Linked DNA regions of Oryctolagus cuniculus: regions 2 and 3 are each linked to region 1. A link is a contact called in public Micro-C data. All regions are on one chromosome and are shown on one strand. Each heading gives the region's core, a stretch centred on a gene start, on an enhancer-like site or on the middle of the called end of the contact. The rest is flanking DNA. Distances are from core to core; before and after follow the strand shown. Region 1 holds the start of PPP2CB (protein phosphatase 2 catalytic subunit beta). Region 2 holds the start of GTF2E2 (general transcription factor IIE subunit 2). Region 3 holds the start of WRN (WRN RecQ like helicase).

Region 1 (3,229 bases), core at 709-3,208:
GACCTGGACCAATCCAGCACAGATACGGAGGCACCACATATGCCACAAAAGTAAGCCATAGTTGCCAGAACAAGGCGGCTACACTGAGAGCTGCTGAACTACTGGCACTCTGCTCCACTGGCAACTCTATCAAAGTGCACAGAGCACAAACACAAATGCAAGGCGATCTTCACTTGAGCTTCACATTTTGTGGATAACTACAATCAAAGATAGAACAGGTCAACGCGTAAGTAAACTATAGCTGTAAGATCCTAGGTAGTTCAACTTATTTAGGAGGTGAAGTAAAAATAATCTCTCGATAAATACACAGTTTCCTGGCATGATTTAAGATTTGAGTGCAATTATCAATGTACTGGTAAAATAGTCTCCTCTAGGAAATTAAAATTATTAGAAAGTCAAAAAGAAAAACTGATTCAACTACCACTTTAGTCATAACTTCAAGTCTGTATCTGACGTTCACAGGGAGGTTAACCAATTCAGCTAATTACTCAAACTTGATGCTGGAGCTTGAGAGTTTAGTAAAGCGTAAATTGTAAGACCCATGAAATCACAGGTTTTCACACACACACACACACACACACACAAATGTGGAATGAAGGTACAAGCAAGCAGTTTGCTTCAGGAAGAGAAATATACCATTTCTGTGGCACTTCTATCTGCAGAAATAAATTCAAATTCACTTTTATCTGCAGAAATAATAACATGTAGTTATTCAATATGTAAGCTCCCTGGGCACTTGTTAAAAACAGTGGCTACCCCTCCATCCTTTAGTTGCATAATTTAAAAAGTGCCCTACTGGGGCCTGTGCTGTGATGTAACGGGTGACATCTTTACTTGATGACTGAGGCTGGTTGAGTCCTGGCTGCTCCACTTCTGATCCAGCTCCTTGCTAATATGCACCAGCGTGGGAAACCTGGAGGCGGCTCCTGGCTCGGGCAGGGCCCCCACCATTTGGCGAGTGAACCAGCAGATGAGAGATCTCTCTCTTCCTCTCTGTAACTTTGCCTTTCAAATAAATAAATCTGTCTTTTTTTTAAAAGTGCCCTACTAATAAGGCTTAAAAAATTACTTCCTCAGTGCTTTTCTGAGGTATGCGGGCTTTCAAACACATTTAAGAAAATAACCTAAAATAACCTCCTTACTCCAGTACCTCGTGGACTTCCAAGGGGACTTTCCAACATACGAATACATGAAAACTAATTAGTCCACAGCGCAAATGATGAATGAAGAACAACTGGAGGCTCTCAAGTACACCACCTGCACAGGTGAGAATTCCACGGGTTCACAAAACAATGGCTTCCGAATTCAGAAAGCTAAGACCAGACACCTGACAACAATGCACTGCCTGCAGGGTTTACCCCCGTTTGGGGACTGGAAACAACTTTCTGAAAAGTGCCACCCTGCATGACAACTCACAGGACGGGACTTTAAGAAATTTTTTTTTTTTGGTGTAAAAAACCGATTTTTAAATCCACGAGCAGTCTTTAATCCTTATAGGCATTTTCCACGAACTGTCCCCGAGCTCCGGCCTCGCGGCGCGGGTGCCGCCAATCCACGCGCGCCGTGCGGGGCGCCATCTGCGCGCACCTCTATTTTAAAAAAGCCACCGTCTGCCATCACGCCCACCGCTCCGGCGCGCGGGAGCAAGTTGGCCGACCCCGACGACGCGGGGTCGGGTCCCTCTCGGGCCGTCACGCCCGTTCCCGGCGGACACCCGAGTCGGCAGCGCGGGGGCGCGGGCACTGCCCCGAGCCGACTGCGGCGTCGGGGGCCGGCGCGGAGCCGCGGCCAGGCCGGGCAGGGGAGCCGCCGCCGCCGCCCAGCGCCCCGCGTTCCTCCCCGGCCGGCCCTCACCTTCTCGCACAGCGTCCGCACTTGGTTCTCGTTGAGCTGCTTACACTCGTTCAGCTGCTCGACCCACTGGTCCAGCTCCTTGGTGAACGTCTTGTCGTCCATGGCGGCCCGCTCCCCTCCCCCACCCGCCCCCGCCCCCGCCCCCGCCCCGGGCGCCGCTCCCCTCACCCGCCGCCGCCGCCGCCGCCAAGCCCCGAGCGGGACAGGAAGGAGCTGGGGAGGGTGGCCGCGGGCCCCGCACCCGGCTCAAGTCCAGCGGGCGGCTCCCCGAGGGCACCCCGCGTCCGTCCCCGCCCAGGGAGTCTGTGGGGGAAGCGGAAGGGTCGGGGTCGGGGGGGGGGTGGGGGAGCGCGGCGAGGACGCTCTGGACGCAGCTCCCGCCGGGCGATGGCCGCCCGCGACCGCTGCCGCCGCCCGCCGCCCTCTCCCGGCTCCGTAGCCCCTACCCTCTCGCCCTTTCTCTCCCCTCCCTGAGGGTTTCCGTCATCGCCCGGGCATTTCCGCCGGGAAGAGGCGAGCGGGCGGCGCCGCCGGGGCACGGCCGGCGAGGAGCGGAGCAGCGCCCTCGCGTGGCTCGGCGGAGAAACGGCCCTGGGGACCCGGGGTCGGGGGCGCCTGTCCGGTCCTCTTGCTTTCTCTGGTCTTTTCCTCCCAGCCTGGTCTTGGCTCCCCTGATTTCTTCCCCAACATCTTGTCCTAGGGCAACTTCGTGTTCACCTTAAGCTCCCGCAGTGCGTTTCCGCCGCTCTGGACAAGGAATTTTATTCTCCCCAGCGTCAGGCACTCTTCCGAAGCAGGCATTCAATTATTTACAGAATAAATTTCTTCTAGCCGGGTGTCTCGAACGCTCGCTTGCAATATCGGGAAGATGAAATGATTGTTTTGTGCGATCGTCTGGGTCGTTTCCAGCTCCAGCAGTGTTTACCGAGGTGTAATGATTTGGTCAACACGCTCTTGGTGCCGGCTGCCGGCTGCTGGCCAGGCACCTTGTCCGGCACATGCTAACCACCCACACTTCTTCCCTTAGAGATTCGCAGTGCTGGGCGGAACCCCAGAGGGAGGCGGCATCCTGGGTGAGAGGGCAAGTGTTCCTGACCTGGCAGTCGCCACACCTCCTCAAGCATCAGCTTCCCTTCTCAGGCTCTGAGAGTCAGAGGTTGAAAGTGCCTGTCCCGTGGTACACCATGGGAGCCATGTGTCTGTTGTTTTTACTGTCCTGGGGAACACTTTCAAAGAGCTTTAGAATGGGAGCATTTTGAACTGAATTATTAAAAAGCATTTATTTATTTTGAAAAAGTTGGAAAGGTAGAGAGAGATCTTCCACCCACTGGTTCACTCCTAGCTGGCCACAATAGCTGGCACTAGGCCAGGCTGA
Region 2 (3,288 bases), core at 668-3,167, 160 kb before region 1:
GAAGGCAGTTTTGGGAGGTGGGATGGTATGAGGACAGCAACAAGAAAGTGAGATTCATAACTGAGAAGATGGGGACAACAAGCAGGTTGTGAACTTTTTTTTTTTTTAAGATTGATTTATTTAGGGGCTGGCGCCATGGCTCACTTGGTTAATCCTCCGCCTGCGGTGCCAGCATCCCATAAGGGCGCCGAGTCCTAGTCCCGGTAGCCCCTCTTCCAGTCCAGCTCTGTGCTGTGGCCCGGGAGTGCAGTGGAGGATGGCCCAAGTGCTTGGGCCCTGCACCCCATGGGAGACCAGGAAGGAGGCACCTGGTTCCTGCCTTTGGATCAGCACATCGCCGGCCGTAGCAGCCATTTGGGGGGTGAACCAACGGAAGAAAGACCTTTCTCTCTGCCTCTCTCTGTCAAATAAAAAAAATTTAAAAGGAGGTTTATTTATTTGAAAGTCAGAATTAGAGAGACAGAAGAGGAAACAGCAACAGCTGTGACTGGGCTCAGCCTAAGCCAGGAGCTTCTTCCAGGTCTCCCACATGGGTGCTGGGGCCCAGGCACTTGGGCCATCTCCCACTGCTTTTCCAGGCCATTAGCAAGGAGCTGAATCGGAAGTGGAGCGACTGGAAACCGAACTGGCACCCATATGGTATACCGGCACTGCAGGCAGCCCCAGCTGAGCCACAGCACAGGCCCCAGGTGGTGAATTTCTGAAACAGGAAACCTTTCTAACGGTTTATCTCACTTTGTAATGACAGGTAGATAATCTAGGCTTTTAAAGAGGACTTTAACATATTTTAAATAAAGCCCAACAGTCTAGCAAAGCCTAAATGGTTAACAGTTCCAGATCCTCATAACTCTGGGAGACAACAGATGACCCAGTTGTTACTAGTTTAATATGTGAAATCCAAAACTAAGGCGGTAGGGTGAGATTGACACACGCCAATAAACCAGGATCCGAATACCCTGACTCCTACAAGTTGAGCGCTGGAATGCCCGCAGATGAAGATCTTTCACCACCCGACGCTCCGCCTAGCTTTACCTGCCTGTACCGACTTCGACATTTCTGAACTGACCTCTGTAGCCAACAGGACGCGACACTATGCCCGATTTACATTTACAAACACAGCAGCACGACACAGACCGCTGAGTGTTTCCGCAGATGGAAACCGGGAGACAGACCCACACCCCACGACTCGCCCTCTTCCAGCCTTTCGCGGCTTTCCCGGCCTCAGCCCCAGGGGTGCCCGGCTGACCGACGGCGCAGAGGTGCGCCCAAGGGGGACCCCGGCGTCCTGCCGGGGCAGACGCCTGCAGAGTTCTCCGGAAACTCCTGTAATTACAGACCACGAGCGCGGGCTCCCCGAGGCAGCTGGAAAGCCGGTCCGGGTGTGAGCAACTCAATCACAGCCTCGGCGGGCAGGACGCCGTGGCGCCCCGAGCCGCACACGTGCGGTTCGCTCGGCCCACGAGGGGCTCAACCCGCGCGCGACCCCACTGCCGATTTCCCCCTCTTTTCAACCCAAAAGTTTGTCCCGTGAGCCCCAGGCCTCAAAGACAGAGCGCCCACGGAGCTGTTAGCGTGTCCGAAGGGTCCCGAGACCCAGCCCCACGAAAAGTGAGGACCTGCGAGGAGAGCCGCGTCGCGGGGCGAAGAACAACAGGCCAGGGCTCGCGCCCCTCACCTGGCGGTCGCAGCCCTTACCAGAGAGAAGAGGGCAGCCCCACGCGACCCGCCGCCGACTCCCTGCGCCTCCGCCTCGGCCAGCCGTCCCCGCCGGCGCTGCCGTGGCTTCCCGCTCCTCGTCAGCGCCCTCGCCAGCCTGCGCGCACGCCCAGCGCCGACCCGCCAGCTCAGGGGTCTCGCCACTGGCGGCGGCGGCGGCGGCGGCTCCGCCCCGCCCGCCACTTCCTGATAAGGCAGCTAGGATCAGTCCCGGCAGCCACCGCGGCGCCTTCGCTGCCGAGAACGCGCATGCGTCATCGCGTACCCCGCGAGAGTAACCGCGGGAGCTGAACAAGCCGGCTCGGGCGTCGGGATCTCCATGACAACGGGAAGGTGGCTGGGGCGGGGCGGAGGCCGGGACTCAGGTGGGAGGCGGTGCTAAAGAAGATGGACGCAGCCTGTCTGTGCCGAAATTCGAAGTTAGGAAGTCCTCTTTCGGCAGGCAGGCTCTGGAGTCTAACCCGAGGGCGACGCGTTCTGGCGGCGTTTATTGTGTGACTGTCGCTCAGATGCCGCTCACCGGCACCTGAACCTGAGAGAACGTTGTAGCTGTTTCAAAGTGGCGAAAAAGGCCCCGTGGAACTAAGTGACTCGTTCGCAGCAGAGAGAGCAAAGGCGAGCCCACACGGGCTCCTTCCCGCACACCTGTGAGCTGTCTGTCACAGCAAAGGATCTCGGACTGCGACAGGAGGTGCTGGAAGCGAAACAAGAATAAAACGAAAACCATCGCCTGGCTCGCGCTCTGCCGCTCTCCGTTCCTGTTCTGAGAACCTACAGCAGCAGCGTGGCCAGCGCTTACCTATTGTGAAGCTGCCCTTTAATTACTGCTGGTTACTCCTCAAGTTACTTAACCTGTATCTCCATCTCTTCTGGGAAATGGGGATAATAATGGTACTACCGTGATGGGCTACTTGGACTGTGGCGACAATGAAGTAACGCATAAGTCAAACCAGAGCCTTTGCCTTGAGCAATCCGCTCCGAATTATCAGGATTTGGGGCTGGTGTTGTGGCACAGCTGGTTAAGCTGCCACCTTTCACACCTGGATCCCATATCAAAGTGGTGGTTCACATCCCAACTACTCTGATCCAGCATCCTGCCAATATGCCTTGAAACGCGGAAGATGACCCAAATACGTAGACCCCTGCCACCCACATGGGAGCCCGGGAAGGACTTCCTGCCTCCTGGCCTCAGCCTGGTGCAGACCTCAGTGTCGCAGCTGTTTGGGGAGTTAATCAGTGTTGGAAGATCTGCCTGTCACTCTCTGTTGTTCTGCCTTTCAAATACATTAATCTTTAAAAAAAAAAAAATCAGTATTTACCCAAGGAATTCATGGAAAAGTGGCTTTGAAAATATGTTTATTTTGGTGCAAATTATAAATGATAGATGTTGTCAACAGTGGTTATCACTCTGGCTTCTACTGCAAGTTGCCTGTGATGAGGTCATAACACTGAAAGCAATGACTGCATTTATTCAAAACACTTTTAAGTGATATCCTGTACCCTGAATCATTTCCTCAAGAGAAGTCCATAAATAGATTCATATGATCTATAATCTGTAATTAGGCCCGTTCT
Region 3 (3,122 bases), core at 603-3,102, 210 kb after region 1:
CCCCTCCGGGAGTTCAAGCGGGTCGTCGTCCCCACCTCTGCGTTCTTCGATGTCCCCTTCGCCATAGTCTTCGATCAGCTGAACCAAGGCATCCCGGAACTCGATCATCCCCTGGGCTGGGAGGACGATCGTCTGCTCCTGGCCCAAACTGTGGCCAAAATAGCCTATCATGCCAGCGCCCCGCATCATGGTCTGCCGGATCCTCAGGAAGCGACCCCGCTGGTTCTCCTTGAGGTCCAGGTAATACTTCCTATTGTCCCTCTCTATATAGTCCGTCTTGAGGACACTGTGCGGATGCTCCTCCGACCCCACGGACACGGGCGGGGAGGGTGCCGCGTGCTTCTGCCTCCTCCGGGAGCCCGGCTCCTTGCCGTGGCCGTGCTCGGGCCGGTGGCCCTTGAGGCCCAGGTGGGCGTAGTGCTCGATGAAGTCCCCCAGACAGTCCTTGAGCTCCGCGGCCACAGACAGGGACAGGGTCAGCTTACTCTTCCTGATATTGTCCTGCCGGCCTCTCCCTATCCACACTTCGGCTATCTTTAGGAAGCGGCCCCGCGAGCTCTGCTTCACGTCGAGGTAAAACCTCTTTTTCTGGATGTCCACTCGTTTGGAGGCCAGCTCCTGGATTTCGGCCGCGCCCCCGGCCTGATTGGGGGTGGCCGCCGCGGCGTAGTGGGGGTAGTGGGAGTGCTGGGCCTGGGGATAGAGTCTACTCTTGCTTAGGCCAGAGCCCCCTACATTCTTGCCTCCGCGGCCGCGGCCGCCGCCGCCGCTGCCGCCGCCTCCCCTCCGCCTGGCTCTTTCCATCTTCAGCTGCAGGCGACAAACAGACACACGGGATGGGGTGGGGGAGGGGGTTGAGAACAATCGCAGGCGCCCCTCGGCCTGCGCCGCCCCCGCCGCCGCCCGGGCCCCCTCGCACCGGCCCGGCTCCGGCGCTGGCCTCTGCCGGACGCGCGGCGGCCGCGGCTCCCGCCTGCACACCACGTCCCTCGGCCGTCCCTGTCCGCCCGCTCCCGCAGCCGCCGGACGACCGCCCGCCTCCTCAGGCTCGGCGGCCCCGGGGCTCCCCAAGCCAGCAGGCACTCACATCGTCGGTGCCATCACCGCCGCCGCCGCCGCCGATGCCCTTCACGACCACCGCCGCCGCCAGCTCTCGGCCCCTCTGCTGCAGCCGCCGCCGCAGCCGCCGCCCCCCGCCTCCTCCCGCGCCGCCGCCGCTCGCTCTGCCCCCCGCCGGAGCAGCCGGGCAGAGGCATCGCCCGCGGCGCCCACCGCCGCCGCCCCTCCTGCGGCCGCCGCTGCGGGGGCCGCCGCCTCGATCCCGGCACCGGCCCGACGCCCGCCGCGCGCGGAGAGAGGAGGCGGGGAGGGTGACGGCGCGGCGCGGCGCGGGGCGGGCGGCGGACCCCGCCTCTCCCCCCCGCATACGCTGCTGAGGGGAAGAGGGGGTCTCGGGCGCTCCTCCTGGGCGCGCCCCCCACCGCAGCCGAGCGCGTGGGGCTGGTGTGCGTGCGTGAGGGACTGAGTGGTGACTGGACAGAGGTGAAGATGCAAGAAGGGCCGGGTGCCAGGAGTGCTCTGACTTCTCCACGTTCCGCCGGGATGCCGGGCTCCGGGCGGCCCGCGGGCACCCGCGCAGAGACTACACTTCCCGAAGTGCTCAGCGGCAGCGATGGCCTGTGCGCATGCGTGCCGCGCCGCGCTGGCCTCCGCGGCAAGGGGCTGCGGCGACGAGCGAGGGGCGGCCGGACGGGGCGTGGCCCGGGCCGGGGGGCGTGGCCCCGGGGATCCAGGGAGGGCGGGCTGTTCTGCCAGAGCTGGTGCGTGGTGTGCGCGCCGGTGACGCCGTGCGGTGCTTTCTGCAGCGCGGGAATAAAGTGTGTAGGGTGGACGCCTGTCCTGGATGCCCGGGTTGCAGGCCTTGGTGTCGTGGCGCCCCACGAGCCCTCCCGCTGAAGGAGAAGTCCCGTTGACCTGGCTCTTCTCAGGGTAACGTGTCCTCCGTCTTCTGGGGCTGAGCTGTCCCTGTAGGCCTCAGCGCTGCTTTTGGGGGGACTCCTTAACAAACGGACGTTCTCCCTCAGAGCTCTCCCACCGGAGCGCCTGGGAGAATGGTGCCGGGCAGCCGGCTGGCCTGGGTGCTCCCCGCCCCTTGCGGCCCGGGGCGTTCTGTCCTGCAGAGGCGGCCTTTGCTGGTGCAGAAACTGAGCCGCCTCGGGTTGCACAGTGCGGTCGAGGGAAGGCGTTGGCCGATCGTGGTTTTACAAAGTTCTGTTGGATGTCTTGAGTTCCAGTCGTGCAGACTTCAGTAACTTTTTTATTTTCAGGTTTCATACGAGCTTTGTTGATTGGTTTGATATGGAGAAATACTGCTCCCTATGGAAGAGGGTGATAAAGTCCTTCGGAGGTTAATTTAGGAACCTTTGGCAGCATACTTCAACTACATGTAGTTTGGTATGTTAGTTTTTAGGGGCTTGGAGGTCAGGATGGGTGGGATAATTCAGATTTTGACATCATTTAAGTGCAATCTCCCTTTATGAACTCAACAAGTATTAATTGAGCCTTGCTCTAGCACTAGGGATACCAATAATGAACAACACAGTCCAAAAACTTTTTTGCTCTTGGAGCTCACATTTGGGTGGAAAGAGGCAAAAAAAAAATCAAATATGTCATTTGTCACAGGTGTAAATCCTATAGAGACTGCTATAGAAAAGAGAGTTGAAAGGTGCACGTGGGTAGGAAGCACAGTTTTACAATAGGCATTCAGGGGAGGACTTACTGAAAATGGAATTAAAAAAAAAAAACAAGTTAATTAATTAGTTTTGAGAGGCAGAGACAGAATACTCCTGCAAATGCCCACAATGGCTGGGCCTGGGCAAAGCCAGGAGCATGGGACAACATCCAGGTCTTCTGCGTGGGTGACAGGTGCCCAGTTACTTCAGTCATTACCTGCTGCCTCCCAGGGTGTGCGTTAGCAGGAGGCTGGAACTCGGAGCTGGGCATCACATTCAGAGCTGGCCATCAGATGCAGGGGATTCTGGGATGCATCTGATCTGGAAAGAATGAATGTGCAGAGGCATCATGGGAGCCGTGCTTGGGTTATTCAAAGAGCAGCCTAGGAG

What was found. A called contact is a pair of places that touch in the nucleus more often than the background predicts.
Region 2: a Micro-C map of ear pinna shows a contact between it and region 1, with 5 times the contacts expected there. The contact joins the promoter of GTF2E2 here to the promoter of PPP2CB in region 1. A contact is called at or near these places in 2 of 6 Hi-C or Micro-C datasets (ear pinna and an unstated tissue).
Region 3: a Micro-C map of ear pinna shows a contact between it and region 1, with 2.3 times the contacts expected there. The contact joins the promoter of WRN here to the promoter of PPP2CB in region 1. A contact is called at or near these places in 2 of 6 Hi-C or Micro-C datasets (ear pinna and an unstated tissue).

What each region holds. Positions count from the first base shown.
Region 1 is chr2:80,852,851-80,856,079 of mOryCun1.1, forward strand. It overlaps PPP2CB (protein phosphatase 2 catalytic subunit beta), which reads right to left and starts at 1,959. Exons shown (of 7, transcript NM_001101707.1): 1 at 1,855-1,959. The coding sequence starts at 1,956.
Region 2 is chr2:80,688,293-80,691,580 of mOryCun1.1, forward strand. GTF2E2 (general transcription factor IIE subunit 2) reads right to left here and starts at 1,918. Exons shown (of 8, transcript XM_070068516.1): 1 at 1,696-1,918.
Region 3 is chr2:81,063,591-81,066,712 of mOryCun1.1, forward strand. WRN (WRN RecQ like helicase) reads left to right here and starts at 1,853. Exons shown (of 35, transcript XM_070068523.1): 1 at 1,853-1,989. PURG (purine rich element binding protein G) reads right to left here and starts at 1,572. Exons shown (of 5, transcript XM_070068527.1): 1 at 1,088-1,572; 2 at 1-810. The coding sequence starts at 1,426.